Linked DNA regions of Mus musculus: regions 2, 3, 4, 5, 6 and 7 are each linked to region 1. Evidence: chromatin contacts called from public Hi-C and promoter capture Hi-C data. All regions are on one chromosome and are shown on one strand. Each heading gives the region's core, a stretch centred on a gene start, on an enhancer-like site or on the middle of the called end of the contact. The rest is flanking DNA. Distances are from core to core; before and after follow the strand shown. Region 1 holds the start of Nup153 (nucleoporin 153). Region 2 holds the start of Iars (isoleucine-tRNA synthetase). Region 3 holds the start of Nol8 (nucleolar protein 8). Region 4 holds the start of Ippk (inositol 1,3,4,5,6-pentakisphosphate 2-kinase). Region 5 holds the start of Bicd2 (BICD cargo adaptor 2). Region 6 holds the start of Ninj1 (ninjurin 1). Region 7 holds the start of Fam120a (family with sequence similarity 120, member A).

Region 1 (3,941 bases), core at 476-2,975:
TATTGCAAGGCTTCCAAGCAATGACAAATAACTTCTTAGTACATAAAACACAGCTGTTTCTATTCAAAACTTTCCCTATCTTTATTTTAAAAATCTCAAAAGTGATATAATTTAACATTACCAACAAGTATTCAATTTTAGCACTAGCCAGAATAAACAAAAAGTCTACATTTAAGAGTATGCAACAAGTTATATATTAGCCCTTCTTCAGTAAGCTTAAAATATACACTTCCTACTTTTAAAAAGTGGCTTCGTTAAAGTGAGTTTTTAACGTTTTAATTCTCACAATTTTTAATAACTGAAAGTGTTCTCTGAACCAACTATCTCGTTTACAACAAGAATCGACATTTTTATAAACACCCAAAGAAGGCATACGGTGGCTTAAGTAACACCCCTGGTGAGCCCGAAATACCTTAAACTTCTAGAAAACGCCCAGTATTAAAAATATTTGGTGTATGAGATCAGAGCTGAAGAACTGGTCAACTGTAGAGAGTGGATGATTCTGGTCTTCAGTATATAGAGCGGGGTGGAGAGAAGAGAGGGAAGAACCACGCATCAGAGACCAGACGTAAGAGCGGCGAGGGACTTTCAAAACGCCTCAGTGCCACATAACTATAACTCAGTTAAGAGAGGAAAGGATGAGAAGCTAAACCAGTGTGTTCCGATCTGGAAAGGCCAAGCAGACAGACGAGGGGACCGGACTACCATTAATGATTTAACGCGTCTAAAACCGAAATTATTCCACGATATGGGTAACAGCGCCCCCTCCCCAAGTCTCTCCGGGCCGCGGTGGCAGATTAATCTCCCCGCGCACCCTGAACCCGGGAACACAAGAAAGAAAAAGCCTGCCAGCGGATGGGCCTGTTGCCACATCTTTCCCTTGTTCCCTTCGTGAGGTCGTGAGGAATACCATTTAACCCCCAAAAACCCGCCAAAAAAAAAAAAAAAAAAGAAGAAGCAGCAGCAGCAGCAGCAGCCCGAATATCCGAAGCCTGAGATTTCTTTTCCCGCCCTGTGCCCGCCAGGGAAAGCCCTTGGGCGGGAGGGCTGGGAGAGGCCGCTCGCATCCCACGTGTCTGCCGCCAGGCCCGGCCAGGCTCTACCCACTTCCCGTCGCCACCCGGGTCCAGCCTCAGGCCCTCTGGTCCCCTCCACGTGGGGCCGCCGGGTCCTCGCACCGCCCCCCAAAGAGACCGCCCGGAGCCGCCCAGTCGCCACGGCGTACCGGTCCCGTACCTGGTGTTGGGGTCGCCCCTGTTGGTAAGGCTTCACCGGCCCCTGGTGGCAACGACGAGTCCGGATCTTGCCGCCGCCGCCGCCCCCTCCTATGCCTCCGGCTTCCGAGGCCATGGCGGAGCCTGGGCGGCCTCCCACTACCGCTCCCGGGCGGGAGAGGCAGAGGCGGCGGCCTGAGGGCCTCCCCCGCCCGGCCCTAGGCGACACACAGACACAGCGAGAACCGCGAGGGAGCGAGCGGGAACTGAGAGTGCGCGCGGCGGCGAGGAAGGCGGTGGCGGCGGCTGAGGGCCCCGAGGTGGCTGAGGAGCGCCGGCCGCGTGCGGACCCCCGCGTCTGTGTTTGTCACCGTCTCTATGGAGATCTCCCGCCGAGGCCGGCGCGAGCAGCTCCGGGCGCCGCTGAGGCCTAGCTCGACCGCCCGCTGCTAGAGGCTCCTCTTCAGTCGCCCTGGCCGTCGCTGCCGCAGTCCAGGCCGCTGGCGCCGCCCGCCAACCCCTCCCCCTGTGCGCGCTGCGCCCGCCCCACCGCCGCCGCCGCCGTCGTCGTCCCTGCAGTCGTCGCCGCCGCCGCCGCTCTTGCGCCTATTACCGCTGTTGAGGCGGCCGCCCCGGTCGCGAGCCAGAACACCGTCACTCCTCCGCGACCGACGCTTTGCGTCATCACGCTGCGACAATGCGGGGGGGGATGGGTGAAGGAAGGAAGGGTTGGCCGAGCCCGCGCTCCCTGTCGTGGGAGCCTCTGGGAAATGTAGTTTTTCTGGCCAGAACGCGGATTCTCGGAAAGGCAGGCTATAGCGGAAGGACACCCACGGAGCACCGCAGAGGCACAAAGCCCGGGTCATTTGGCGGCGGTTGGCTGCTTGTTTAGATTCAGAAGGGCACTCGACACGAATACTGTAATCTCCCATTCATCAATTATAAGCCGAATGGAAGTAAACAGTAAAATCAAAGAACCATAATGCATCACAATCCGGGGGGGGGGGGGGGGAGACCGCGTTGAAATTAACCGTGGCCGCGATCCCCAGGCCAAAAACAAAGTAGGAAAGGCATTTGGCACTTGGGAGGCAGACACAGGGGAATGGCTAGTTACACATTACCCTCAGCTTCATAGTGAGATTCTGTCTCAACGAAAGCAAAAAATACAACTTCATTACTGTTTCATTAAACATATAAGGGCTTTGTTGTCAACACACACCGTGCTGGCATTCTGAGTTGCTTCACTACTTACAAACTTGACCTTGGATGACTCTACTATTTAAATCTACCTTATAAAGTTGTGGGGAGCTAGTGCGGTCGTCTGTGTAGAGAGCACCCAGTAGATTTCCTGGTATACAAGAAACGCAGTAAATGGTTGCAATTATGACCTATGCAATCAACACACATTAAGGGTGACTCATATATCCCTAGTAAACATATATTTGCTTCAGTTAATATTATAGTTAGGTGACTAAACAATGTATCCTCAAAGACCGGATACACCGTGTTAAAGATGCAGGCATTAGACAAAAGGTCTGTGTGATCATGTGGTCCAGCCTAGTCATTCAATGGACTATATGGAAACCAAGAAAATTTAAGGGGCACCATTAAGGGTATCGATTTAGAGCCTGGCTGGTGACAGACATCTTTGATCCCAGCACTCAGGAGTCAGATGTAGATGGATCTCTGTGACTTCAAGGCCAGCCTGGTCTACAAAGCGTTTTCCAAGACAGCTAGGGCTGCATAGAGAACTGACTTGGAAAAAAATAAAAGAGGGTGGATATCTAATTGGGCACTCAAAGCCAGGACTATAACCCAGGGTTTTTTTGTTTTTTGTTTTTATGAAATAAGTAACTATGATTAGGAAAAAGAATCGATTATGGAGAATCATAGACTTAATGTTCTATTAGAGAACAGCGTTCTAAAGTTTATAACTATAAAATCAAATAGATTGTTTGAATCTGTCACTTACTAGCTGTGTAGCCTTGGGGAGATTAGTGATCTTCTTTCTAAGCTTCACTTTCCTCATCTGCAAATAGAATGAATATTTACCTCAACAGGGACACGATTCTGCTTATAATAGCTGTACAGACAGAAAGCACTTAGTGCCAACCAGAAATCCACTACCAAAAGTGATCTCTTGCACCAGCCCACCCCCAAAGTGTACAATTCAAATCACTATTGAAATCAAATTAATAAAACAAAACTTACAGTACCTTTGAACTTATAGTACCTTTCAGAACATCAAAGACCCTGCTGTAACCAGTTGGTACAGTCTGTGTCTGACCTTAACCCCTGAGACAAGTTACCAAAGTTGATGAAAAGAATTCATTTCCTCTCTTTCTGTGTCCTCCCTTCCCAACCTGCCTTCACTCTGAGTGTGTTCTCTCCCCCAGGGCTACAAAACAAGCAGAACTGTTCCTCTCTGGTCCCTTCTCGGCCCAACAGAATTAAGTTTCCAGCAGAGGCTAGCAGCTCATTCCTGGAAGGGACAGTCTTCACAGAATTCATGAAAAAGTCCACATCCCTTTTGGGCTTGATCGCAGTTATTTCATTCATTTCCTGCATATATTTACATAGAGAGGAAAAAAAATACAATGCTCTCATATTTGTGTGGTTGGTTTGTTGCAGGCTGTGGCAGGAAAACAATGACATCCAAAAAGTCCACATTATATCTAGACTGCTCTCTAGAGCCAAAACAATATGTCTCAATTCATGAAAAGACGA
Region 2 (3,941 bases), core at 817-3,316, 3.0 Mb after region 1:
CTGGCCTTCCCCATTCCCAGGTCTCTGTCATGAGATGTAACGTGAGCTGCTGCTTCCAATCGTCATCTCTACAGTTTGCCTATCTTAACTCTGACTACTTGCATTTGCTGTCTTGTTTGGGGCTTTCTGCAGACTTGGCAAGCACTCTATCACTGAACTATATTCTCAGCCAATTTTACCTGACTTGCTCCTAAAAAAAAAAAAAAAAAAAAAAATTACTCTTGAATCCAAGTAGTATTTTGGCCACAGCCAACATCTTCCAGGATTCCTGGAACTGGCTCTGTAGACCAGGCTGGCCTCAAACTCGGAAGTCTGCCTGCCTCTGCCTCCTGAGTATTGGAAATTAAAGGTGTGCACCACCCAACCTTGACAGGTTTTTAGATTTGAGTTGGTTGGTTGGTTGGTTTTGTTTTTGTTGTTTTTTGGTTTTTTTTTTTTTTGTTTGTTTGTTTGTTTTTGAGACAGATTTCTCTGTGTAGCCCTGGCTGTCCTGGAACTCAATTTGTAGACCAGGCTGGCCTCGAACTCAGAAATCCACCTACCTCTGCCTCCCGGGTGCTGGGATTAAAGGCGTGCACTACCACGACCAGCGAAAGTTTTTTAATTACCTATTTTCTAGACGAACTGTTCCTTTACTTCCCAACAGTAGTTTATAGTGTTTCTCAATCCAATTTTTAAACAGCCTGGTCCAGTCTACACTACCTATGGGTACATAAGTTTCTTTCACTTTGTGCAGGGACCTTTGTTCTATTTCTGCACGCTGATCAGAGGATAAACATGAGGTGAACCAATTGGCAATTTAAAGAATGCAAAGCTTAAAAACTCCAAATATTTCTGGTTAATAAGGATACTCATAATTAAGAAAGCAAGAAGCACAGGCAAACACTGCATCTAATTTTCGACACCATAGGGCCTAGAACTGTTGAATAAAACACTCAACAGTTATCAAAATGTTCTAAAACTCGCCGAGATTTCTACTTCATTTAGGCCAAATCCGTTTTTTTGTTTTTGTTTTTCTGTCATTAATAAAATAGGCACTTATTTACCTAATTAACGCTGTCAATTTATCAAGGCCAAAACTTACTTTCACAGACTGGTGTCAACGTTCTCATTTGTTCTAGGCCGGATCCGAAGGGTACTAAGTAGATATGTAATGATACATAAGCAAAATTTTGAAATGAAAAGAACCATTGCAATGACATTCAATAAAGGGTTCAGATTATTGTCAGACCCTCTTCCCTTCTCTTGCCATTTACCACATGGTTAGTAGTCTCCAGGTTAATATGTACTGTTCCCAAAATAATTGTGGGAGTCACTTGTCAGAAGTTTCATATGTAGCATAAATTTTAGATGCCATCACAGCTGGGAATCTAACTCAGTTGGCAGTGTGTGGCTATGGTGCACAAATGGCCGGCTTATCCACCGCACCATATAAAAACAGGCGTGATGGAACATTTCTGTAACTCCCATTGTGGAGGCAGAAAGTTCTGCAGTTCAAGGTCATTCCTTAGCTGCTTAGGAGTTCCGGAGCCAGCAGGAGATACAAGAGACCCTGAGTCTAAACTAATTTTATATGGCGTCAAATGTCCAGATCTCAAATATACTCACATATATTTAATAATATTCACATATATTGACATATATTTAAGAATACTGGGGTTGGAGAGATGGCTCGGAGGTTAGGAGTACTGGCTGCTCTTCCAGAGGTCTCCAGTTCAACCCCAAGCTTTCACCATTCTGGCTTACAACGAATACATGCAGGCAGGAGACTGTGTACAAATAAACAAACCCTTTTAAAAAAGAGAGAGAGAGAGAGTACTGACATATGGACCCAGGACGAAAGGGTGTCTCTCGTTCATAGGCCAAGACTTAGAAGGCAAAAACTTTGCCACATTGAGTAGCCACTGACTTGCCGGGTTAGGGCTCTGGAGCGTCTTCTCCTTCCTTTGCAGGGACGCTCCCATCCTGCTCTGCAGTTATGCACGGACCAATCGCCACACGTGTTGTTTGTAGGTGTTGGATGGCACACGCTGATTGGGCGCCGCGGAGGGGTTGAGCCTGGCACTGTCAGTATTGCATCACCTCCAGACGCGGAACGTGGTCGCAGGCTGCAACCTGAGCGAGCTCTCCGGGTTCCCAGGTAAGCCGCACCCTCTTGTCCTTCTGGGCCGCAGAGTGAGGCCCGCCCGTGTAACAACCTCCAGACAGCACGAGGCGGTGAAAAAGGAGCACGCTGCTTCTCACTGTGAGTGAGCTGCGGGCACAAAGCTATTTCCAGAGAGCTTTCGTGGAGGGAGAGTAACATTGCAGAACTCAGAGCTGCCCGCAGATTCTGGCCTGACTCGTTGGGTGGAGGACTGAGATCCTTAGAAGTACCCCCTTCACTTAGTGGGACCTTGGTGGCTTATGAGCAGGGAGTTGTGAGAATGCAGCGTGACATAGTATCCGAGAGAAGATCGGAATCTGATTGAGGTCACTGCCAAGTTAGGTGTTTTAAAAGAACTAACCTAGGAGTCTTTCTGGAGTCTGGGCTTCTCCCAACTGTGCTGGGATTCGCGTGTACTTATCTCTCGGTACCAAGGTAGGTAGGTTATGCGCTGCACGCTTGTCCTGGGCTCACAGAATCTGCTAATGCAGTTTAAGCTCACTGTTGGCGGCCCTACAGAACAAACTATTGGGGTTTGGAGGTGTGAAGAGATAACTTATCCGGGTCTCCTATAGGCTTGGACTGAAGGTGGGCAGAGATTATACTCCAAGGTTTATATAAATCTATCCTGTCTGGACAGAAGATGAGGGGGTCGTTGTTGTCATTTTGGCTTGGGACGTGTGCGTGATGAATATGTGAGAGAATAACTTCGTTTTCAACCTCATGAATTTGTTCTCTTTTTTACTGTGTTAGAGAAATAAGCCGAAATCATTGAGAAACTCACAGAATGCAAACTAGTGTATCTGAGACTTGCTCTTTTGTTTCTCAGTGTATAGGTAGAAAGTATAGAGTTGGTCTTCTCTAACTACTAGTTCTGCATCTGGGCTTTCAACCAGCCAGTGCTCATGCTATGTGGTTAGGTCTGTAGTAGTGACATGTACTGTACGTGTACAAACGTAATGTCTTGGTCATTATTTCCTAAGCAATATAGTATAGCAATTGTGTATCTAGGATTTAAATGTATTAGGTAGGATAAGTAAAGATTAGTTAAAATACACCGGCAGATGCATGTAAATTATAGGCTAATACTATGTTTATAAGAGAATTAAGCATCCTTGTATTTGGGTGTTCCAACAGATCCTGAATCCAGTACCCCGTGGATGTGGAGGGGCGTTTCTGTTTGACTGGCTTGTGTTTTGTTGTTGTTGTTGTTGATGATGATGATGTCTTAGTCACTTGTTCCTCTGAAGAGACACCCAGAGTGACAATGAAATGCCATTTTTGTGGAACACAGTACACACATGGTACATGAAACATACATGCAGATAATACCTGTGCACATTAGAGAGATGAATAGTGGATCCCTTTAGCAGAGTTAAAAGAGACGTCAGGTGTAAAAAGTAAGATGATGATGTATGCCTCTCCCGTGGAGCCTAGCCTGGCTTCAAATTGTCCTCCTGCCTCAGCCTCCCAAGTGATGGTATGGTAGGTGTGTGTCAACATAAGCAGCAGCACCCATGGCATTGTGGGATACTTTGTCAAGATAAGTTGAGATCATCTTAAGCAAAGGTTGGTGGAAATAGTGTATAAATAGCTAAACGGTCAGGTAAGACTATGGTTCGTAGCTGGAGTGCATGCCTTGTGTGCATAAGGTTCTGGGTTCAAGCCCCAGGCCCCCCAAAGCACACCTGTGAGCTGGAAAGTTGTGGTGCACAGCACACCTTTGATCCCAAGACTCCAGAAGCAGAAGCAGGCTGGGCTCTCACCAAAACAAATAACAAGCAAACACACAAAA
Region 3 (3,941 bases), core at 611-3,110, 2.9 Mb after region 1:
TGGATTGACATTTAATGTATTCCCTAATCTGGACTCTTAACTTTTCAGTTCCATTACCGAGGAGTCCCAGATTCCATAACCAATCTACTATACCATACTGGGCTTACAATGACATCTTCTGGTGGGTTAAGAAACTATTTTCCCATGGTCTGACAAAGAACTTTTCAAAAGTTCAGGGGCAGGCTGTGTTGATAAAATATAAATTCTAAACTCGGTAAGTAGGGATGGAGTCAGCCTGGCAGGCTCCCCAACTCTAATCTTAATGCTTCCAGTCTGTGGGCCATCCCTGAATCAGCAGCAGGCATCTCCATTCTTGCTGTGAAGAGCATGCACAGCTGGAGGCCACACACACATCTCCCTCTTTCTTTCAACAGTTAACAACGTTCTCTTTCTTTAGAATTTGTTTCCTGCACTAAGGTTCTCTGAACCTGTTCCAAATTACACCTAATAAAAAAGGTATTTTTTTTCCATGTTTAAGATACTAAGTTACTGCTAGTTCTAGCCTTCCTTCTCTCTTTGAATGGGCAATGCTTGGGCTTTGGATTTCTCTAGGACCTTAGGCAAGCTATTTAACTATTTAACACTCAGATCAACTACCTTTAAATAAGGCTTAACAATAGTAACTAATCAGAAGACTATCACAGTTTCCTATAGAAGGCATTAGCCATATATACCAATTTGACCATGCTAGGCTGCCCTGCCCTGGGGCTATATACCCCCAACCCTTATGTTTCTAACATAATGCAGAAAAAAAAAAAAAAAAAAAAAAAAAAAAAAAAAAGGTCAGGGCCCCTTAACTACATCGTTAGATGAGTCACAAAAACAAATCCATGAAACCAGAGTAAGGAGGGAATCCCAACTAGACAAGAGCAAGTATGGTGGCTCAGGTAATAACTCCAACACTGTGTGTGGGAGTTGGGGGCTGCGGAATAGAAGACTCTTGAGTTTGAAATCAAATTGAGCCAGTTCCTGACCTACAGAGTAACAATGTCTCCAAACCCAGAAAAACAAAACAAAACAAAACCAGCTATCTAGATGCTGTTCTCCCGAAGGCAAAGACTGCTTAAAGAAAAGCCAGATTTTCCCTTTGATTCTCATCAACTGGGCGAAAACAACCCTTAAGGAAACTATTTTCTGCTGATTATAATCAAGTCATAAGCCCCAAACGCAGCGTTCACACACTCATGAGGTCATCGTTCTCCCAGAACACTGATTCAAGTTCACATTTCAGGACGTCTCCCACCACGTTCTTGAGCATGGGTCTTGGGGGGGTGAGGGAGTCGGAGTCCAGAACTGTCATAAGGTTGAGAGGTCCGCGGGGTGCTACAGGGCATGGGCTGGGAGGGATGGACCCGAGCCACGTACCAGGCTCCGGACGCCTTCTCCCCAGCGTTTTGCAGCATTCTGCACTCTCGCTGCAGCGCTGCGACCTCCGCCTCCAGGGCGCGCAGTTCGCGGGTCTCGGAATCCATGGCTACCGACGTGGAACCCTGAAGGTGAAGTAGCCCGGAGAATGGCAGTCTGGGCGCCTCGGGCAGCCAGGAGACTTCAAGGAGCGCGCGCGCTCCTGGAACGGACCACTCTCGAGCTCACGGGGGGAGAGGCTGCCGGGAGTCGCGCGTCCACGCCCACGGCCTCGGACGACGTTCCCGAGCCTGACGGCCCGCGAAATGTCGCGTCGAGCGTCTAGACACCCCCGCCGCCTCTGCGAGTTGGTTCGTTCCAAATTGCACGTCACCCTCCAACGGCCGCCCATCCCGTCTAACGGCCACTGGGCCAGCCGAGCTCTTACGTCACCGAAGGGGGCGGATTCTCGGAAGCACGAGGAAAGGAGTCTCTTTATTTTGGTTCCGCTTCTTCACTTCCGCCTACTTGAACCGGAAATCAGGAACCACGCGGCGGAGTGTCTTTTCTGTAGGAATTACCGATTTTTATTTTTCTTTCTCACACTCTGTCAGTTTTACAACGTGGAGGAGAACTAACAGAACGTCAGTAAAAGCGAAGGCGGAGGAAATAAAGAGCCCTCTGGAACTGCGGGATAACGGAACCTTAGGAGATTGGGTTGGAAACTTTGTAGGAAGGAAAGGAAAATGCACTTGCCGGCACGTGTTATTAGACGTTAAGTGCTACGCCGGGCTTGAGCTGAGTCGGACAAGCGCCCTGAGGAAGAGTGTTTGCTCGTGAGAAGTGATGGGCTATTGGGCTTAGCCTCTCCTCTCCTTCCTTAGGGGCTTCTCGAAGAGAGAGGGCAGGGCTGGAAGGATGGGGCGGTGGCTACCAAGAAGGGGTACACTGTAGGTTTTTTTCCCAGAGTGCTGGCCTTTGCTTTGGGCTTCTGCCGCTATTTAGTGATCTCGCTTGGAAGGAGACAGCCAACTTTTGAGAAAGGTTTGAGTAAGAGCTGAACATCCGCCGAGAGCTAAACGAGATGGAGCGACCTCTGGAAAACGTTTCCAGCAATCTTGGTAGGACAGTGTTAACAATTCCGGGTTCCAAAATTAGACTTCATTATGATCCTTGCTGTCACCACTACTGTTTTCTAAGTGGCACTGGGAAAAGCCGTAACCGCTCCTACTCCCCTGACCGATGAGATCCACTCAGACTGCTTTGAACAATACAGGCACACAGTGGGGAAACATATTTTAGGTATAACTTAAGTTGCCGTCTTTGTGATTTAACAGCGCTTAGGGGACACTTGTATTTTGCCATACTATTGTAATTGCAGACTTTGTTATGACTGGAGCTCCAGGATGAAGCTATTTTTATCCGTTAGCTTACTATTTTTGCCAGTATATGTTAAGGTAAAAATGTAGAAATGAATGGGGGAGGGCAGTACTTCGAATAAAAAATCAATAAGGATAAGATATAATAGCTGTGGTTGTTTTAGAGAAAACATCTGGGAGAAGATGTGTGGATGTGCTGTACTTAGGTGCAGTTGCAAAGTGTGTTCATTGAGAATGTGGATGGAGGGCCTTTGTAAAATCTCCACTGATAAAATCTGAAAGCAATACATATGAAGAGACATAGCTTCATAAGATGAAGTTGGCACAGAAGTTTCAGGGGAAAGAGTTGTGTTAAATTTCTGGAAAACTATTAAATTGTTTTTCTGTCCAAAATTAACTTTTCCAGATAGATGCCCAACATCCATGCAAGGCAACAGAGAAATGAAGCGCCTCTTTGTGGGTGGACTTGGACAGGGCATTTCTGAGACAGACCTACAAAATCAGTTCGGCAGATTTGGAGAAGTTTCTGACGTGGAGATCATCACTCGGAAAGATGACCAAGGTAAATCTGTAACACGAGGGAGTTAAAAACAGACAAGGTCAATGATATTACAGGAGAAGCAACCCCAGAGCTGAATGTTAGCGCTAAACATCATATATGGCTTCCTGGATTATTTCATATGAAAATTAATTTTGAAACCAGAAAAAGTATAAAACATTTGAATTTCTAAAACATCTGTACTTTGAATTTTCGGAGTCAACATTCTAACATTATCTTATTAAGTAGAGTGTCACTAACAATCAGGATGTCTGAACTGATTACACACTAATATACTGTTAAGAGGTGTCTGAATTGATTACTTCAGGGTTTTTTGTTTTTTTTACTCATTTTGAAATATTTTGATCATGTTTATAAAAATGCAGACTTTAGTCAGGTGAGGTAAAAAGTATTTTCTTTCAAAGAATAAATATCTATGAATGCACTTTTTGAGCTTGGATAGCTTCTTAAGGCTAGATGTGGTGTTTGATATTTTTTGATCTAGACCTCGAGGGGTTGAGGCAGATGTATATTCAGGGCCAGCCTGGTCTACATAATGAGTTACAAGACAGCCAGTCCTATATAATAGAGAGACCCTGTCTCAAAAAAAGAAGTAAAGAGAGGGCTGTTGAGATGTATATTGTTTTCTGGATAAGGATTTAAATCAACTTAAAAAAAAA
Region 4 (3,941 bases), core at 462-2,961, 2.7 Mb after region 1:
TCCAGGGGTTATCGAAGGTAGACTAGCTGAAGGAGAAACCCACTCAGCTTTTGAAGAGGAATGGATCTGTGCTAGGATGGGAGGGGTTTTTTGTTGTTGTTTTGTTTTTTTCAGTGCAGCTGGTTTGAGGTCTTCCACACTAATATAAATAACCCTTCACCCATGCTCCTCTAAGCATGACCTGTAAATTCATTTGGTTCACCAAGCTATACTTGGGTACATTCATTTCTGTGGTCTTGAAAGACCCCGAGAGGAGCCCCTCGCTCAAGTCTCGGGATAATAGCGGACCCCCAAGAACTCACAAAAGACCAAACTTGATGCAAACCACCTGAGGCTTTATTGGGGGGAAAGCCAGAGCTCTGGGGACGACTTGTATCCCACGCAGGGGTAGAGGAGTTGACCCCGAGGGGAAAGGGGTCCCAGTTTTTATAGGCCCTCACGGGGGGGGGGGGGGAGGAGAAGGGGGGAGTAGGGGATTTCCAGATCTAAACAATGTCTATTCTTAAGAAATGGGTATGGGAGGGGTACAAGGAAAGAGTCTGGTGCAGGTGGAGCAACTCTGGATTGGCCCGGCTGTGGTTACTGGGGAGATTTTTCGATTCTATCCCAGCAACCAATATCACAAACACCTCGCAGTGAGGTGCAGCAGTGGGCACACACCTGGGTTTAAGGAACGGTCAGAACATTGGCAGACACACGGGTTCAAGGCGCGGCCAGAGCATTGTGCACCTCTATTTTTCTAAATCAGTGAAGCTACTTTTACTAACAATGAAATCTATTTTGCCAATTTGAGGGCTTCTGTGACCTTTTACATTCTATTAGGATCTTTCAGTCTGTTGTTGGTGTCCTATTTAGAATGAACAGGTTTTTTTGTTTTTTTCCCAGTCTTCCTTGGAAAAATTAACACAAAAAAACCCATACTATCTGCCTGCATTAAGCTGGATTTTCTTCACATACACCAGTTACAGCAATATTCAGTGCTGTGGCCAAACAATTTAACACAAATATGAAAATTATGTTTGAGACAGGATCTCACTAAGTAACCCTGGCCGGTCTCGAACTCCTAGAAATCTCTTGCTTCCACATCCAGAATGCTGAGAGCATCACCATGTCCAGCCCCAAATCATTTTTAAGAGCACAAGGACCGCATATAATTCTTTAGGCAGCTCTACCAGGCAGGGCCAATCTTCCCCGCATTAAAGGATAAACTGAGGTCATTGCTTTCTGCTGGGATGGGGTGGGAGAGTCTATTGCCTCATCTGCATTTCTGGATGTCTTGGGGCAAAGGCTCCACGGTGAGGTTTCCTCGCCACGTTTCCCGGAGTAGTGTGAACACCACCTAATGGCTCTCTTGGCCGGAGCAAGGCCATTGAAGGTGCATCCCATTCTACAGATGTAAGCGGAGGCTCAGAGTCGCCCGGCGCCTTACTGCAGCCCCACGAAGATCCAGCCGTGGCCCTAGGACAGTGCGAGGGTGAGCGCCTCGGACTCGGGGCGCCAGGAAGCCGCCGGCCTCAAGGTCCGGGAGCAGATCCGGAAACCTCCCTTCCGGTTCCCAGGTCCGCGTTTCGGAAGTGAGTCACTCTGCCAGCACATAATATGGCTTCCACTCCACCTACCACCCTGGACGTCGAGGGTAAGGTGGGCGGGACCCGGAAGTTGACCGTTCTGGGAATGGCGGCCGCCGGGGGCGTGGCTTCCGGCGCTCCTTGCCTGCAAGTCGCCGCCGCTGAGAGCGCAGGCGGCAGCTGACAGGCGCTTTTCTTCAGACGGCTGCGGCGGGAGCCCTGCGAGGCGGGCGGCCTCCAGCTCTCGTCCCCACGTCCCGGCCCGCGAAGTTCCAGGGCGCCGGGGCATGGAAGAGGGGAAAATGGACGAGAATGAATGGAGTTACCATGGCGAAGGCAACAAGAGCCTTGTGGTGGCCCACGCGCAGGTGAGCGGCTGGCGGGCAGCCCGGCTCCGGGCCTCACCCGACGGCTCCCGAAGCTCTGTGCCTGGTACCGTCCAGGTACCCAGGTCGTGACTCTTCCTCCAGCTTCCGCCCGGGTGGTTCCCTGGCACCCCCACAGTACCCTCCTCTGCTCCATACTCATCCCCGGCACCCCTAGCTCCGTTGGCTCCCCTTTCCTCCTAGTGTCCCTTCTCGGTTCTCTCTGTCCCGTCAGTACTCTTTCCTCATGCGCTGTGCGTGCCGCGTGGCCTCACACCGTGCAGCCTCCCCCGGGATGCTCGTCTTACTGTCAGGCAACGGTGGGCCAGAGGCTGAGCCTGGACCAGGGCCTGGGCAGCACAGGGGAAAGTTCCCAGAGTGCTGTCAGCCCACCGAGTGGAGTTCAGCCTCGAGAAACCACAGAGCTGGTGTTCTGCCTTGCTGCTGCGCTGTCAGGAACGGGGCGCTGCCACAGGTTCGCGTCCCGATCATATACTTTAAATGGTTTCTCCTTCGTTCAACTTGAAAGGCGGTTTCAGAAGATGTAGTCCTTTCCAAGGAGGCGAATTTAAAGGAAGAGAAGCATATGGATGGATCTGTGTGCAGCCCCAGATTTCTCTGACATTTTGCTGCCTGATTACAAGCTAGCAGGAATGTGGTGGGCTGGGGGAGTAGAAGGCGGGGAGGTGTCATGTGAGAAGGTTAATAACTCAGGGAGCTGGGGTGATTCACACCTCCACCACTGAGAAGCAGTAGGCTGCATTAGGAAAGTGAAGAGAGGAATAGGATGTACTTTTGTCTCTCTGAAGTTCAGATTGTATGGAGCTGTACTGAGTGTTGAGCAGCCTAGAGCTTGGGTCTTGTGTCTAGTTGGCACCTCTGACCTCCTGGTGTATTTGTTCAGAATGTAGACTGAAGAGGAGAAGGCCCCTCTTGGAAGTGTTTTAAGGCCTTTTGTGACCAAGGAGTGCTAATGTAAGTGGGGTGGAGAAACTCTGCTCCCTTCGGTCCTGGGCATGTCTGTAGTCCCCCTTCTCCTTTGAGAGCAGGTGAGCTTTGTTTCTCTGCTCAGCTTCCCAGGCCTGTCTCATCCAGTCCTGGAGAGAGGGAGGCTTTTACCTAGCCTCCCCAGGCATGCTCACTCTTTCTGATCGAGCATCAGTCACTGAGTTGAAAAGCTCTTCTAAAGTCCCCTGTCAGCCCTTCCTCCTCTGTAGCATGCATACACAGCTATCCTTAGGCCCATCCTGCAGGAGCTGGGCTGGGGTGGGGGAACTGGACATCCGTGCTGTCACTGCCACGTGCAGACGGATTGAGAGAGAAAATGAGCCTTCTGGGGACCTGGGGTCTTGGGGTAGAGGAGATCAGTGAGGGCTGCAGGAGTATATGGGGCATGCTTGGGTGCGCAGGAAGGTGGACCGCTAGCCAGTTTCACAGAGAAGAGTTGTATCAGGGTTCTCTGTCTCCCCTACCCCTAGCAACACCTCCAGAAGTTTCCACTGTTACTTGTCAGTCTGAGTTACGTCGTGATTTGTGACAGCTTTGCGGTTTGTCCATTCTCAGGTACGGTACCTTAAATCCCTGTCCACCTGGCTCAGCTAGCCCTCTGACCCACTCACTAGGCTGTCAGCCACCTGGTCACTGTCCTGTCTACAGGCTCAGGCATAGACCCCGAGGGCTCTTGGGCAGGAACTTGCTGCATTTTAGCACTGGTGGCCCTCCATGCAGCCTGAGGGTGTGACTTGAAGCCTGTGGCCTCCCTCAAGGCTACTGCAGCTTAACTGTCCTGAGGCAGCTGCATTTGCTTCCTTTACCTTCCTTTGGTTGGTTTTGGCTCTGGAGTCTTGTGAGCTCACTGTACATTTCATTGTCATTCAGTCTCTTACTCAGTTGTCCCGGGCACCTAGCCTTTTGGGTTGTGTTGGCCATGAGGTTCAGGGCAAACAATGTCCACTCCTATTATTATGCAGAGCTGTCATGTTTTCCTTCTTCTTGACAAAGGTATCGT
Region 5 (3,941 bases), core at 585-3,084, 2.6 Mb after region 1:
CTCCTCAGAGAAGTATTTCCTGATTGCCCCACTCCAACCAGTGACAAGGAGATCCTAGAAACCTTCTTCCAGGCCCTAACCTTGCTGGTCAGCACTGTCCCTGCTGAAGGAAGCCCACAATAGTAGTGAGCTATCATTTGTATCTCAAATCACCTTTATCTTCAAGTTCAAAGTTCCCTGGTCAGGTTCTCACCAGAAACTCATGGCTCTCCCCCTCCCTACTCACACCTGCCTCACAGTCAGGTTCAGGTGGGTATGGAGAGGTTCCCAGGCAGCCTGGATAAGTGTAGGTTCTGTAGAGCTTGGGGACTTGTTGGAGGAAAGTTTGTTCCTTCTAAATCCACCTTCACTTAGTGTGAACAGCTTGCGTAGGCCTGATATATGGGCCTCAGTGTAGAGCCAGGACTGTTGTACAAAATTAGGCTGGTTGGCCAAAGAGAAGGAGGAATAACACATTTACTTATACAGCGCTCTCTCTCTCTCTCTTTTGAGACAGGGTCTCTCTATTTAGTCGTGGCTGGCCTGGAACTTGACATGTAGATTAGGCTGGCCGTGAAATTCTTCTACCTCTACCTCCCAAGTGCTGAGATTAAAGGTGTGTTCCACCACACCAAGTTGATTTACTATGCAATTCTTGTGTTGATCCTAGATTTTCTTTTCGCGCGCGCGCGTGTGTGTGTGTGTGTGTGTGTGTGTGTGAAGTGGGTTCATGTTCCTGTGTGTGTGTGTGTGTGTGTGAAGTGGGTTCATGTTCCTGTGTGGGCACACAGGCCCCACATGCACTGGGAATCAGAGGACAAGATCCAGTTGTCAGTCTTTGTCTTCCATCTTGTTTGAGATTGGTTATCTCTGCTTTTCTTGTCTCCCCCTCTCTCCCGCCCCTGTCTTTCATACTCCAGCCTAGCTTCAGGGGATTCTCCAATTTCCACCTCCCATCTTTCCTCAGGGACATTGGGATGATAGACTGTGCTTTAGGTGGGCTCTAGGGGCGCAAATATAGGTCCTTGCTCTTACTGAGCAAGAGCTTTATCCTCTTAGCCATCTCTCCAGCTGACCTCTATGTTTGATGGTGGTCCGCAGCTGTAGGGTGTGGTGTTGCGGGGGTGTGTGCAGTGAGAAAGGGAACAACACGCTTGTTATATCCAAATCACCATGCAAGGAGGGAAGTTTTATTTAGAATTATAGTGAAGAGTACAGCTACGTCTCGCCGAAAACGGGGGACGGACAACATTTAAATACACCTTTGACATTATGCTCACGGAGGTGCCTTCATTTCCATGAAAGAAAATCCTAACGGACAATGGACAAGAGGAAGTAGTATCCGGGCCTGGGCTCCCCTGAGCCCCTAGCGTCAGGCTGTTGGCATCCTTTTGGCAGTGCCCGCGGCCCGCCACAAGTCATTCAAATTCCGCATAAAGCGCGCGCCACACAGTCTCACCAGCCATGCTCTGACGTTTCAGGACGCGAATCTTACTCGTGATATCCACAGCTCGGATCACCTTACTCCACAAAGGCTGGGAGCGGAAGGCTTGAGGTTCTCCGGGTGGCTGCCGGGTCCCTGGGCTGGGGTCGGTGGCACCCCTACTTTTGTCACGTCAGACGCGCCCGCCAATCAACGATTGGAGCCAGGCGGGTACAGAGCACAACGGGCAAAGCAGTGAGCGTAAAATAGGACTACATCTCCCACAATGCTAAGGGAGACGTAGCTTTGCGTCACGTTAGGCGCCTGCCCCCTTGAGATTTAGACCAATCACAAGCGCGGACCAGGTGGGCGCAAGGGACTACGGGTTGTGTAGTCCATGCTCAGTGGGACTGCAGCCCCCAGTGTTCCGCGCGCGTCAGGGAGGAGCAGTGCGGCGGCGCGGGCGGCCGTCGGGGCTGGGCGGCGGCAGCGGCGGCTAAGAGGGCCCGGCTTGTGGGAGCCAAGGTGGGAGCCGGCCTCGGCGCGCGGCCACCATGTCCGCGCCGTCGGAGGAGGAGGAGTATGCGCGTCTGGTGATGGAGGCGCAGCCGGAGTGGCTGCGCGCCGAGGTGAAGCGGCTGTCCCACGAGCTGGCCGAGACCACGCGTGAGAAGATCCAGGCGGCCGAGTATGGACTGGCGGTGCTGGAGGAGAAGCACCAGCTCAAGCTGCAGTTCGAGGAGCTCGAGGTGGACTATGAGGCCATCCGCAGCGAGATGGAGCAGCTCAAAGAGGTGAGTGGTCGGCTGCGACCCCTGCCTCGGGCGCTAAGGTCACCCTGCCCAGTGGTGGGAGGTACCAGGGGTGGGGCAGGAGACCTAGAGTTGCGGTCCCGGGCAGTGACGGTGAAGGGACCCTGTTCGGCCCTGTGTCCGGTTGCTGGGGTCCAGACTCCCTGCAGCCCCACTCACCCGCTAGTTTTCTTTGCAGGCCTTGTTGGCCTTTTCGTTGAGGACTGATGTCCTGCTATGGTTATTGCTGCCTAGGGTGTGTCTGTGTGGTTGGTGGGGAGCAGATGATGCCCTTACAACTGAGGCTGTCCGTGCAAGTGACCCCAGGGAAAAGCTGGACCTGGGGTTGGTTGACCACAGTTTGTCACCTTCAAGCAAATCACTTCCCCCCCATTTTGGAGCAGCTGCTTTCTGTGCTATTCATCAGGTTTCGTGACCGCCTGAGGCTGGGAAGGGATGGATACAGGGCTGAGTGAGTCGCAGCCCCTGGTTGCCTATGGCCCTTGACAGGCCGGCTTTCCCGATATCCATCGCTCAACCAGCTGCTTTTTCCCCATCTCATTAATGGTGCTCCCACTACTGGGATGCATGGCTTCCATCGACCGCTTCCTGTCTTGCTCTGCCTCCTAGGGCCTGCCTGTCACCGTGGAGTCTGTGTTCTTCTGTTGGAAACATGGTACTTTGTGTCATCCCACTGTAGGAAGAGAGGTTAGACTCCCAGGCTGGCCAAGAGCTTGGGGAGGGGCAGTAGGAGGGACCTGGGTAAGCTTTCTGGGATGATTTAAGTATTAGTAACTCTCCCATCTTCTTGACTCCCCAGCCTTGTTCTGGAGACTGGGGGAAATGCTTTATGGGAGAAGGACACACTTGAGTTTGGACCAACCCCTTCTTATTGCTTGTGATGGGTGAGCCTTGGGTGAGCCATGGGTAAGCTCTCCTCAAACCTTAGCTTCCAGCTCTGCAAAGTAGGAATACAGCTTTGCCAATCCAGAAGTATTGCTTTTAGTATTCTATATTTGGAAAGGCCTGGCATGGGGCCACACAGGTAGCTTGTTGGATTATCTCAACAGTTTCCCTTCCCTGTGAGACTCAGTTCTGCTCTTGAGTATTAATCACAGGCTCATCTTTTGATACTTCTGCTCCCAGTCAGCTTTGGATAGATGCCTGAACTCTTGAGAGCCTCTCTGACTTTTAGGGGAATGAGTCCTTAAAGTCTGGGTAGAGCAGGGCTGGGTGAGTCCCAGAAGTGCCTGCTTCTTTGGGCGGGTAGGAATTGAGTCTTCACACAGATTCTCAAATCTGTTGCCTGACAGAGGACATTAGTAACTTTCCCAAGCCTGGCTTCATTTGGCAGAGGGTTGACCAAAGGAGTGGGACCCCTGGAGGGGGAGGGGCAGGCAACCCCCTGGAGGGGGGGCATGTAAAGTGATGTGATAGATGAAGGTCAGAAAATATGGAGTGAAAATATGGAGTGGGTGTGTCCTCTTCCCAAATCTAGTCTTCTGGGCTCCCATTCCCCCCTCCTTGGTCCTCCAGGCAGGTAGCAACTGTTAATTATAGTGCCACTCCCTTTGCACATACAGATGGGTTGCCTTCCCACTTCCTATGGAATGCCTGTGAACCTCTCCTGGGAAGCTCACTGTCCTCTTCTGAATTAACAGGTTTTCTTCAGTACTATGTGCAGTGAAAACAGGCTAGCTGGTCCCAACTTTGGTGACTTCTATTGGTCAGCCTCATGGGATTATTAT
Region 6 (3,941 bases), core at 847-3,346, 2.5 Mb after region 1:
TCAGGCAGGCACGATGGCTCATGCCTTTAATGCCAGCACTCAGGAGGCAGAGTCAGATAGTTCTCTGTGACTTTGAGGGGAGCCTAATCTAGATAGTGAGTTTCCAGGTCTGACAGTGCTACATAGTGAGACTGTGTCCAAAAAAACATCAACAAACAACAACAAAAAAACCCCAAAAACAATTGTTAAATAATTGCTATTTATTAAATAAATAAAAAAATTTCACACCAATGCATGCGTAAAAGAAGCTGTCAGATCCCTTGGAGCTGGAGTGCTTATGACCCCTCCAATGTGGTGCTGGAATCAAGTTCGGGACCTCTGCAAGAGCAACAAGGGTTAATAACTGCTGAGCCGTCTCTCCAGCCCTCCTCACCCCTTAGCCCTGTTCTTAAGAAGTATGGCACCAGGCTTCACAAAGTGCTGGCCTCTTATTTGTGTCTGACTGTCCATCTGCTCCACAGGACAGATTTCTACTGTCTAGCTCCAGCCTGTAATGCCTGCAACAGGACCTGGCATACAGACAGCCTTGGGTACCATTTCTTTCTTCTTTTTAAATAATTTTCTTTGTCATTTTATTTTATGTAGATGGGTGTTTTGCCTGCATGTATGTCTGGTACCCACAGAAGCCAGAAGAGGATGTAAGACGCCTTGGAAGAGGAGTGAGAGACGGTCAAGAGCTGCAAGCAGCCGGTACTCTTAACTACTAAGCCATCTCTTCTGCCCAGGTATCTTTTTTGTTTTTGGGACAGCGTTTCTCTATGTAGCTCTGGCTGTTCTGGAACTTGCTCTGTAGACCAGGCTGGCCTCGAACTCAGACATACACCTGTCTCTGCCTCCAAGTGCTGGGATTAAAGGCTTGTGCCACCACCTCTACCACCAGGCTGGCTCCATTTCTTATTTCTAATCCTCTTCCTTCTGGATGTGAGACAGGGGACAGAGGGTCCGCAGGTTCACTTGGCCTTTAGCAAACTCCAGCCTTATGCTAAGACACAAGCTGGCAAGAAGGGTCATAAAGAGAAGGTGAACCACTCCATCAAGGAACGGTAGTTCTGAGCCCCAGCTTGTAATCTCCCTAAGAGTCTCATCGTCCTTATTCCTTCTGAGACTCTAGGAGATACCAGGAGAGGAGTGTGGCACCCCTGAGGCCAGGCAAAGCATGGGGCCTGAGAGTGAGGCCAGGGTGGGAAGGAAGAAGGCACAGCAACTGGCTTTTACTCCTGCATCTAGTGTGTCTCCTCGGACGACAGCACCCCATCACACTCCATCTAGCTTCCTAGGCCAGGAAAAGACATGGTACTGGGGCACAAAGGTCCATTGGGCCACGAACTGCAGTAGCCAACCAACACGTCATACCCTTGGAGTATAGATGTCAGGGCTATGATGTCAGCTTCTTCTGGACACTAAAGCTGTTGTGCTTCCCTCTGGTCCCTGGTCTCTCTTGGAGGGTGGTGTGGGAGGCAGGAGAGTCCCGGAGAGCGGAATGCCAGCCTTCTCCACCAGTGCCAGCCACACGCAGGCTCTGCACAGTGGGGTGCTGGCTGCAAGCTAGACCCAGAGCAAGAGGCTCTCCCTCATATGTTCTATTCTCCAGGCAGAACAGCTGAGGGCTCTAAAGTGGAAACCTGGAGTAACCGTTGACACCCTTTTCCTGTGTTGAGTTACCCTGAAGGGACTTACAGCCTCAGGGCGTGTCCTCCCCAAGGAAAAAACCTCAGCACGGGGCAGCATGTGCCTCGCCCTTGGCCTCACTTTTAAACAGATCAAGTGCTTATGTTCAAAGTTCAGAGGGGGGCCCGTTTGATCAACAACTTTGAGACAGGGTCCCTGGGGACCCCCGATGTCATCGCGAGGACAGGCGCTGGGCTGCTTGCCCTAGCCATCGTGAAGGAGCCTGAGAATTGGGGACATCAAGGCCGCTGGAGAAGTGCTATCCTGCTCAGGCGCGATTCCAGCAGCTGGCGTCTAGGCCCCGGCCCGCCCCGGGTGGAGGCGGAGTCCGGGGGCGGCCGCGCGCGGGGGGCGTGTCGGGGGCGGGCCGGGGGCGGGCCGGGGGCGGGCGCACAGCCGTAGCCCGTGGCGGAGGCGCGGGTGCGCTCAGGCCGTGTGCTGGGCGGCCCGGGCGGCCGCACCATGGAGTCGGGCACTGAGGAGTATGAGCTCAACGGCGACCTGCGCCCGGGCTCCCCCGGTTCCCCCGACGCCTTGGTAAGCTCTCAGCACCTCCTGCCCCGGCTGCTGTGTGACCTTGGCCGGCGCCGCCCTCTCTGGGCCCGGCACGTCAGCGGGCACCTGTGGGCGTCTGGCCCGGTTTCGCGCGGCGTCCGCACTGCGGGGGGTGGTGGTGGCCGCTGCTTCCGGGCAAAGTCGTGCTTGACCTGTCTCTAGCGCAAGTGGTGGCCCACGGGTCTGGGGCCAGCACAGCAGGTAGGCAGAGGCGCCGGGCGGTCTAGCTTGCTGCCGTCGCCCCGCTGTGCAGAGCCCGCGTCTGGCTGGCACCACTCCTCGGGTGGAGAAGGCTGGCATTCCGCTCTCCGGGACTCTCCTGCCTCCCACACCATCCTCCAACTTCCAACGCCTCCGGGCTGTCTCCTGCGTGCCTTGGGGTGGGCGGGAGAAGAGTCACCGCCTCCTGGTTGGAAGCTAGCATCAGGCAGACAGCTACGTCACCACACGGTGACCACACGGTCGTCTGCAGCAGTGATAAGGGGGAAACCCGTGGCTGTGTCTCTGCTGCTGTCACCTGCCTATGAAAAACAGAACGCCACCCTCTCGATCGTCAGGGTGCTAGTTCTAGGACTGTAAGGACCTGCCTCGAGTTTGCTCTGCCTAGCCTGCTAAGGCCACAGCGATGGTCGGATGCCTGTGTCGAGGGACCATCTTTCCTGACCCCTCACCTCATAGTCTACCTCCGGGGCAGGGCCTGAGCATGCCAGGGCCGAGCCTTCACTTGTACCACCCCGCATGGCCCTCTGTCCCTCGGTGACATGTTGACTTTGGACATTCCTTCTATTTCCGACCCCCCCCCCCAGGGATGGGGTGGAGTGGGGTGGGGAATTGCACCAGGCTGGGATTTTCCACAAGTCTTTGCGGTGCAAAATAAACCAGAACAGAGACTTTCTGCCCAGGTCCATATAGTGGAAACAGGGAACACCAACGTCTCCTGGGACTACTTCAGGTGTGCCAGCTGAGACTTGGGCTCTGCCAAAATGTGTGAACACTCCGGAAGCAGTGGGCCAGGGACACCCCGGGCTGAGTTCCTTTAGGGAGCCCATCAACTGTCTGGGCCTTTTGTATGTGGGTCTACAATAAAGAACCAGTGATCTCTAGGCCTTTAAGGACAAGGGATGCAAATCAGGAACAGGTGGGCCCGTGGTTCAGCTGCGGATTTGAAGGGAAACTGGCTGTCTCTGAGCAGCAGCCTCCCCCTTCAGCTCTGCAGACAGCTGGATCAGCTGTGCCTCCCAAGAGAATTCTGAGCACAGACACAGGAGAGATTGGGTTGGATTGCTCAGGGGTCACTGTCTTGGCTCTGGGAACAAGGAGAGAGATATTCCACCCCCTCCCCCGCCATTTCTTTGAAGAGCCAACTAGGAGAATGAAATCAACTAAATTAGGTTCTCAAGGGTATGCAGGGTTCCTGCCTGCCTGCCTGCCTGCCTGCCTGCCTGCCTGCCATAGTGGTTAGTAGGGAGCAAAGAGGTCAGAGAAGGCTCCCTGTGTGGTGGAGGTGTTTGCACTGGCTTAGGGGAGGGACAGATCTGGCCCTTTGGTGTGAGTGGAAGAGGTCAGGGGAACAGTACAAGTGGAGACCAGAGGCTCGTTACTGAGACTGTACAGGGTTGGGTGGGAGGGAGATTTTTGTCTAGAGTCTCTGGGGACACAGGATGCTTCTCTGAGGTGTGGCTAACTTTGAAGGCTGCCCTGCTCAATGCCTGGTCCCC
Region 7 (3,941 bases), core at 829-3,328, 2.2 Mb after region 1:
ACTCAAACAGCCTCACCCCTCCCCAAAGAAGTGTTTAAAAAAAAAATCATGAAAATGCAAAGCTATTCAAAGTTGAGGATCAGTTAGGTGCTCGGCTCTCAATCAACCTCGGAGCCCTTAAGTTCTCTGGCCCAATTCTGGCTGCAGAACCTTCTGCCAACGGGACAGCAGAGGGCTAACATGTGGAGCTCTCCCTCCTTACCCACCAATCAGGGCTAGTGAAGGTCACTCAACACTTCCTGTGCAGCAGAAAAACAGCTCTCACAAGCTCCTGCCTATGCCAAACGACCCCCAAATTCTTCTTCCTGGTCCTAATTGCTACCTTCATAGTAGACATACAGAACTGAACCACTTTAAAACTCAGAGAACTGACAAGAGCCCATCTCATCAAATTCACAGTACCATGAAATCTAAAACCAAAACGTTACCATAGACAATTTCTCCAAACATCTCATTTTCAAAGGTAGAAGAGCAGGGCATCTGCCTTGAGAATTAAGAGATCAGCCCTGGTTTATAACAAGGTTCCTTCCTCTCCCACAGCTTTGGAGGCTCTGTTTTCAGCTTCCTGTGCCTAAGGTCCTGGCAATATACTCTCATTATTTATTCTCCAGACTTCCAAGATAAACCTGTTGCTGGGAAAGAGTGGGTTAATTTCGACAGATGGGTATATGCTTAAGGATAAGGCCAGTGGGTAGCCTGTCGGCCTCTCAGGGGAGGAGAAAGACTGAGGATGTGGGAGACGACACCACCGATCCCACTTTGGGTGAGGGTCTATCCACCAGCCTCAAGTGTCATATGAACAAGTCTATGGGCCCACAGAGGCCAGAGAGTAGGGAGGAATGTGGTGGGTAGACTTCAACCACACCAGGCCTAAAGGCCCGGGCATCCATCTTGCTCTAGGGCCCCTCTGCCTAGCTTGCATCAAGCCTGGGCATGGTGACACGCTATGTCCCGAGAGGGGCCCTGAGAGACACTGAAGCCTGCTGAGGCCTTCCACGGGCAGGGGCACCCAGGACTCACTCTGGGCTAGGCTGGGCTTCCCGGAACTAGTTCAGCGCTGACAGTGACCTAAGAGACCTCCCAAGTCCAACCCAAATCCAAGCCCAAAAAGACCCTAGGCCAAGCCCCAAACCCCTGGGCCAAGGAACCTCAGACTCAACTCTGATCGCTACCCAAGCAATCCCAGGCCCAGCCCGAAGCGCGAAGAGGCCTGTAGCCCAACTGTGACTCCTGTCCAAGTGACCCCAGACCCCAACCCTGACCCAAACCCGAAGGGAATCGGTCCAAAGGGCACCAGGCCCGATCCTGACTCAGGCCCAAAGAGACCCCAGCCCCAGCCCTGGGAGACCCCGGCGAACCGGCTGCAGCCGCACCTTGACGTGGAAGCGGATGAGCGCCAGGCGGATGCAGTGGGCCATACAGACCGGAGGCAGGAACCAGACCTTGGGCGGTGGCGTGCCCTTGTTCTGGACATGGCTGACGATCTGCTGCGCTGTCTGGCGCTCGTTGCCCTGCCGCTTGACCCACTCGTGCAGCCGGGCCTTCTCGAGCGCGCCATTGAAGAAGACGAAGAGCTCGATGTTGCCTCCGAAGCAGGCCTTGGCCAGAGCCGCCAGGTAGCCGAGCATGTGGTTCCACTGGCCGCCGCTCACCCAGTCGGTGTAGAAGCCACCGTACAGGCGATGCAGGCAGTTGTCGGCATCCACCAGCAGGCGCAGCGGGGTCTGCGGGGGCCGCTGCCGCCCGCCGCCCACCAGGCTGCCCCGGGCCAGCTTCTGCAGCTCCACCGGCACCACGGCGCTCGGACAGTGCTTCTCGATGTAGTCCTGGAAGCCCTGCACGCCCATGGCGGCGGCGGCGGGGCGCGCGCGCGCGGGCGGCGGCGGGGCCGGCGGCGGCGGGGCTGGGGGCGGCAGGGCCGTGGCGCGGCCGGCGGGCGCGGGCAGCCTCAGGGCTGGCTGGGGCTGGCCGGGGGCGCGCTCACGGCCGCCGCGGCCGCCATGTGCTGCCGCCTCCCAGGGCCATGTCTGGGGAGGGACCTGCGCCGCCGCCGCGCTCTGCGAGGCCGAGGCCGAAGCTGGGCCGGGCGGGGCGGCGCTGACGTCGGGCCCGCCCGCGCGGACGCGGGAGGCGGAAGAGGCGGCGCCGGGGCCGCGGCCGGGCTCCCGGGGCGGCGGCGGCGGGGCGGAGAAGGCGGAGCGCTACTCGGCTTGTCGGGCCCTTTAGGGGGCCGCAGCCGGGCGGGTTCGGGGAGGCGCCTGGGCCCGTGCAGGCCGCGCCCGGAGGCCGCGGCCTCCGAGGCTGGCTCCGCCCCGCTCGCGGCTGCGGGCCCGGTAGGCGTGGCCGGCAGCCAGCGCTCCTCCTCCGCCGCGTGTGTCGCGCGGCGGGGTTAGGGGGAGCCTGGAGCCCGGGAGCGCGAGCCGCGGAGGAGGACGGCGGCGACAAGATGGCGTCGCTCCCGGGACGGGACGGCGGCTTCACGGCCTGGTGTCGGGACCCGGCTGAGGAGACTCCCCGAGAGGGGCAAGCCTCCCCGGCGTGCGCCGCCCTCCGGAGACGAGCGGACGTGCGCTGCCTCCAGGGGCTCGGGCTGCGAGGGTCCGGCTAAACCCAGGCGCCGACGGTACGTATGCTGAGCCAGGACCAAACGTTCTGAAGGAGAAGCTGTCCGCTGGGGACCTGGGCACGTAGCTCAGTTGGCACAGTGCTTGTCTGGGATCTTCGATCGCCCAGGGTTCGATTCCCGCGTGTTGCTTAGGCCGTAATCCCAGCATTCTGAAGTGGAGAGTAGAGGATCAGAGAAGTTCAAGGTCATTCCATCCAATTGGAAGCCAGCCTGGGCTACATGAAACCCGCCTCCCGCTCCCCCTTCCCCCAAGAAAAAGGAGCGGTTTTTTTTGTTTGTTTTGTTTTGTTTTTTTGCTTACCTTCAATTTTTCATCTGTTCTTTTTCTAGACAAGCCGCTGCTGGAGCGGGGTGCACTGGACACAGGAGTGACCCATCCATCGCACAGAACACCAAGTTCATGCAGACTCAAAGCCCCCCATCAGAGTCTTCGAGAATAGGCAAACTGAATTCTATAGTTTCTTTTAATTTTTTTTTCTTTTAAAGACTATTTTTATTCTTTGACAGTTTCATGCGTGTATACAATGAACTGTGATCATAACACCCCATTCTTCCACCAATCTCAAACACAGGCTCCTGTGATGTAGACAGATGAAATGCGCTTAGGGCCTTGATGGATTTTCCTTAATTTTTTTAAACCCGATACGTTATGCCACTTATGTATAAAATTAGTGATGAGGCCACTAGTCCGCCTAGCTGAGTAGAAAACTTAATCCCAGAGTAAGTAATTCCATGTCATTTAGAAATTAAGATTACACTTAAAGCCTCACTAAATAATAACATCCCCCAAAATAATCAAGTTTTATGTAATTCACAGCTAGTATACAAGATTGCACATGAATCACTTGTATTTTCTTAACAAGATTACATTCCATATATATTTCATTCACTTGTTTAGGTTTGTGTTTATTTTTGTTGTGGTTTCTTGTTTGCTGGCCTGCTTGGGCTAGCCCTTTGCCATCCTGACTGCCTGGCCTGTTTTTTATTTCTTTTAAACATTACTGCTTTTATTTATTTATTTTAAAAAGGGAGAGGGGAGAAAGCTTTTGTGCTAGCACCCATGATTTTGGAATTAAGCATACATTTTATTTTAAGACCGTAGGATGGTGATCCTTCTAAAAGAAAGTATCACTCTCCTTAAGAGAGCCTTGGCTTTCTGTGGCCTCCCAGGTTGTTATACAGATGTTAGCAATGCCAGCTTTTGTAGTCACTTCTGTACTCTGTGATTGTATAGACTGTGCTTTGGAATTTTGAGAACTTTAAAATTCATTTTCATAATAAAAGCCCTCAAAATTTCATCATGCTTGCTTTCCCT

Evidence for each region. Promoter capture Hi-C pulls out the DNA fragments that hold promoters and counts their contacts. Hi-C and Micro-C count contacts between places; a contact is called where the count stands out from the background.
Region 2: a promoter capture Hi-C map of pre-B cells shows a contact between it and region 1, with 4 times the contacts expected there. The contact joins the promoter of Iars here to the promoter of Nup153 in region 1. A contact is called at or near these places in 1 of 39 promoter capture datasets (pre-B cells), 1 of 484 Hi-C or Micro-C datasets (B cells) and 1 of 9 other capture datasets (adipose tissue).
Region 3: a promoter capture Hi-C map of pre-B cells shows a contact between it and region 1, with 5 times the contacts expected there. The contact joins the promoter of Nol8 here to the promoter of Nup153 in region 1. A contact is called at or near these places in 2 of 39 promoter capture datasets (cranial neural crest and pre-B cells), 2 of 115 datasets of contacts at active chromatin or transcription factors (epiblast stem cells and pro-B cells) and 1 of 9 other capture datasets (liver).
Region 4: a contact with region 1 is called in a Hi-C map of B cells, with 6 read pairs. The contact joins the promoter of Ippk here to the promoter of Nup153 in region 1.
Region 5: a contact with region 1 is called in a promoter capture Hi-C map of pre-B cells, with 2.6 times the contacts expected there. The contact joins the promoter of Bicd2 here to the promoter of Nup153 in region 1. A contact is called at or near these places in 1 of 39 promoter capture datasets (pre-B cells) and 1 of 115 datasets of contacts at active chromatin or transcription factors (large pre-B cells).
Region 6: a promoter capture Hi-C map of pre-B cells shows a contact between it and region 1, with 7 times the contacts expected there. The contact joins the promoter of Ninj1 here to the promoter of Nup153 in region 1. A contact is called at or near these places in 2 of 39 promoter capture datasets (hippocampal neurons and pre-B cells), 1 of 115 datasets of contacts at active chromatin or transcription factors (bone marrow-derived dendritic cells) and 1 of 9 other capture datasets (pancreatic islet).
Region 7: a contact with region 1 is called in a Hi-C map of B cells, with 6 read pairs. The contact joins the promoter of Fam120a here to the promoter of Nup153 in region 1. A contact is called at or near these places in 2 of 39 promoter capture datasets (cranial neural crest and liver), 1 of 484 Hi-C or Micro-C datasets (B cells) and 1 of 9 other capture datasets (adipose tissue).

What each region holds. Positions count from the first base shown.
Region 1 is chr13:46,726,124-46,730,064 of GRCm38.p6, forward strand. It overlaps Nup153 (nucleoporin 153), which reads right to left and starts at 1,726. Exons shown (of 22, transcript NM_175749.2): 1 at 1,237-1,726. The coding sequence starts at 1,350. The region is part of intron 1 of Gm46412 (a long non-coding RNA gene); the gene reads left to right.
Region 2 is chr13:49,680,064-49,684,004 of GRCm38.p6, forward strand. Iars (isoleucine-tRNA synthetase) reads left to right here and starts at 2,067. Exons shown (of 34, transcript NM_172015.3): 1 at 2,067-2,140.
Region 3 is chr13:49,651,218-49,655,158 of GRCm38.p6, forward strand. Nol8 (nucleolar protein 8) reads left to right here and starts at 1,861. Exons shown (of 17, transcript NM_001271397.1): 1 at 1,861-2,465; 2 at 3,130-3,285. The coding sequence starts at 2,429. It overlaps Cenpp (centromere protein P), which reads right to left and starts at 1,514. Exons shown (of 8, transcript NM_025495.3): 1 at 1,366-1,514. The coding sequence starts at 1,472.
Region 4 is chr13:49,419,531-49,423,471 of GRCm38.p6, forward strand. Ippk (inositol 1,3,4,5,6-pentakisphosphate 2-kinase) reads left to right here and starts at 1,712. Exons shown (of 13, transcript NM_199056.4): 1 at 1,712-1,936. The coding sequence starts at 1,856.
Region 5 is chr13:49,339,715-49,343,655 of GRCm38.p6, forward strand. Bicd2 (BICD cargo adaptor 2) reads left to right here and starts at 1,835. Exons shown (of 7, transcript NM_001039179.2): 1 at 1,835-2,196. The coding sequence starts at 1,957.
Region 6 is chr13:49,185,433-49,189,373 of GRCm38.p6, forward strand. Ninj1 (ninjurin 1) reads left to right here and starts at 2,097. Exons shown (of 4, transcript NM_013610.3): 1 at 2,097-2,205. The coding sequence starts at 2,131.
Region 7 is chr13:48,965,982-48,969,922 of GRCm38.p6, forward strand. Fam120a (family with sequence similarity 120, member A) reads right to left here and starts at 2,079. Exons shown (of 18, transcript NM_001033268.3): 1 at 1,374-2,079. The coding sequence starts at 1,847. It overlaps Fam120aos (family with sequence similarity 120A, opposite strand), which reads left to right and starts at 2,131. Exons shown (of 2, transcript NR_015601.1): 1 at 2,131-2,623; 2 at 2,957-3,924.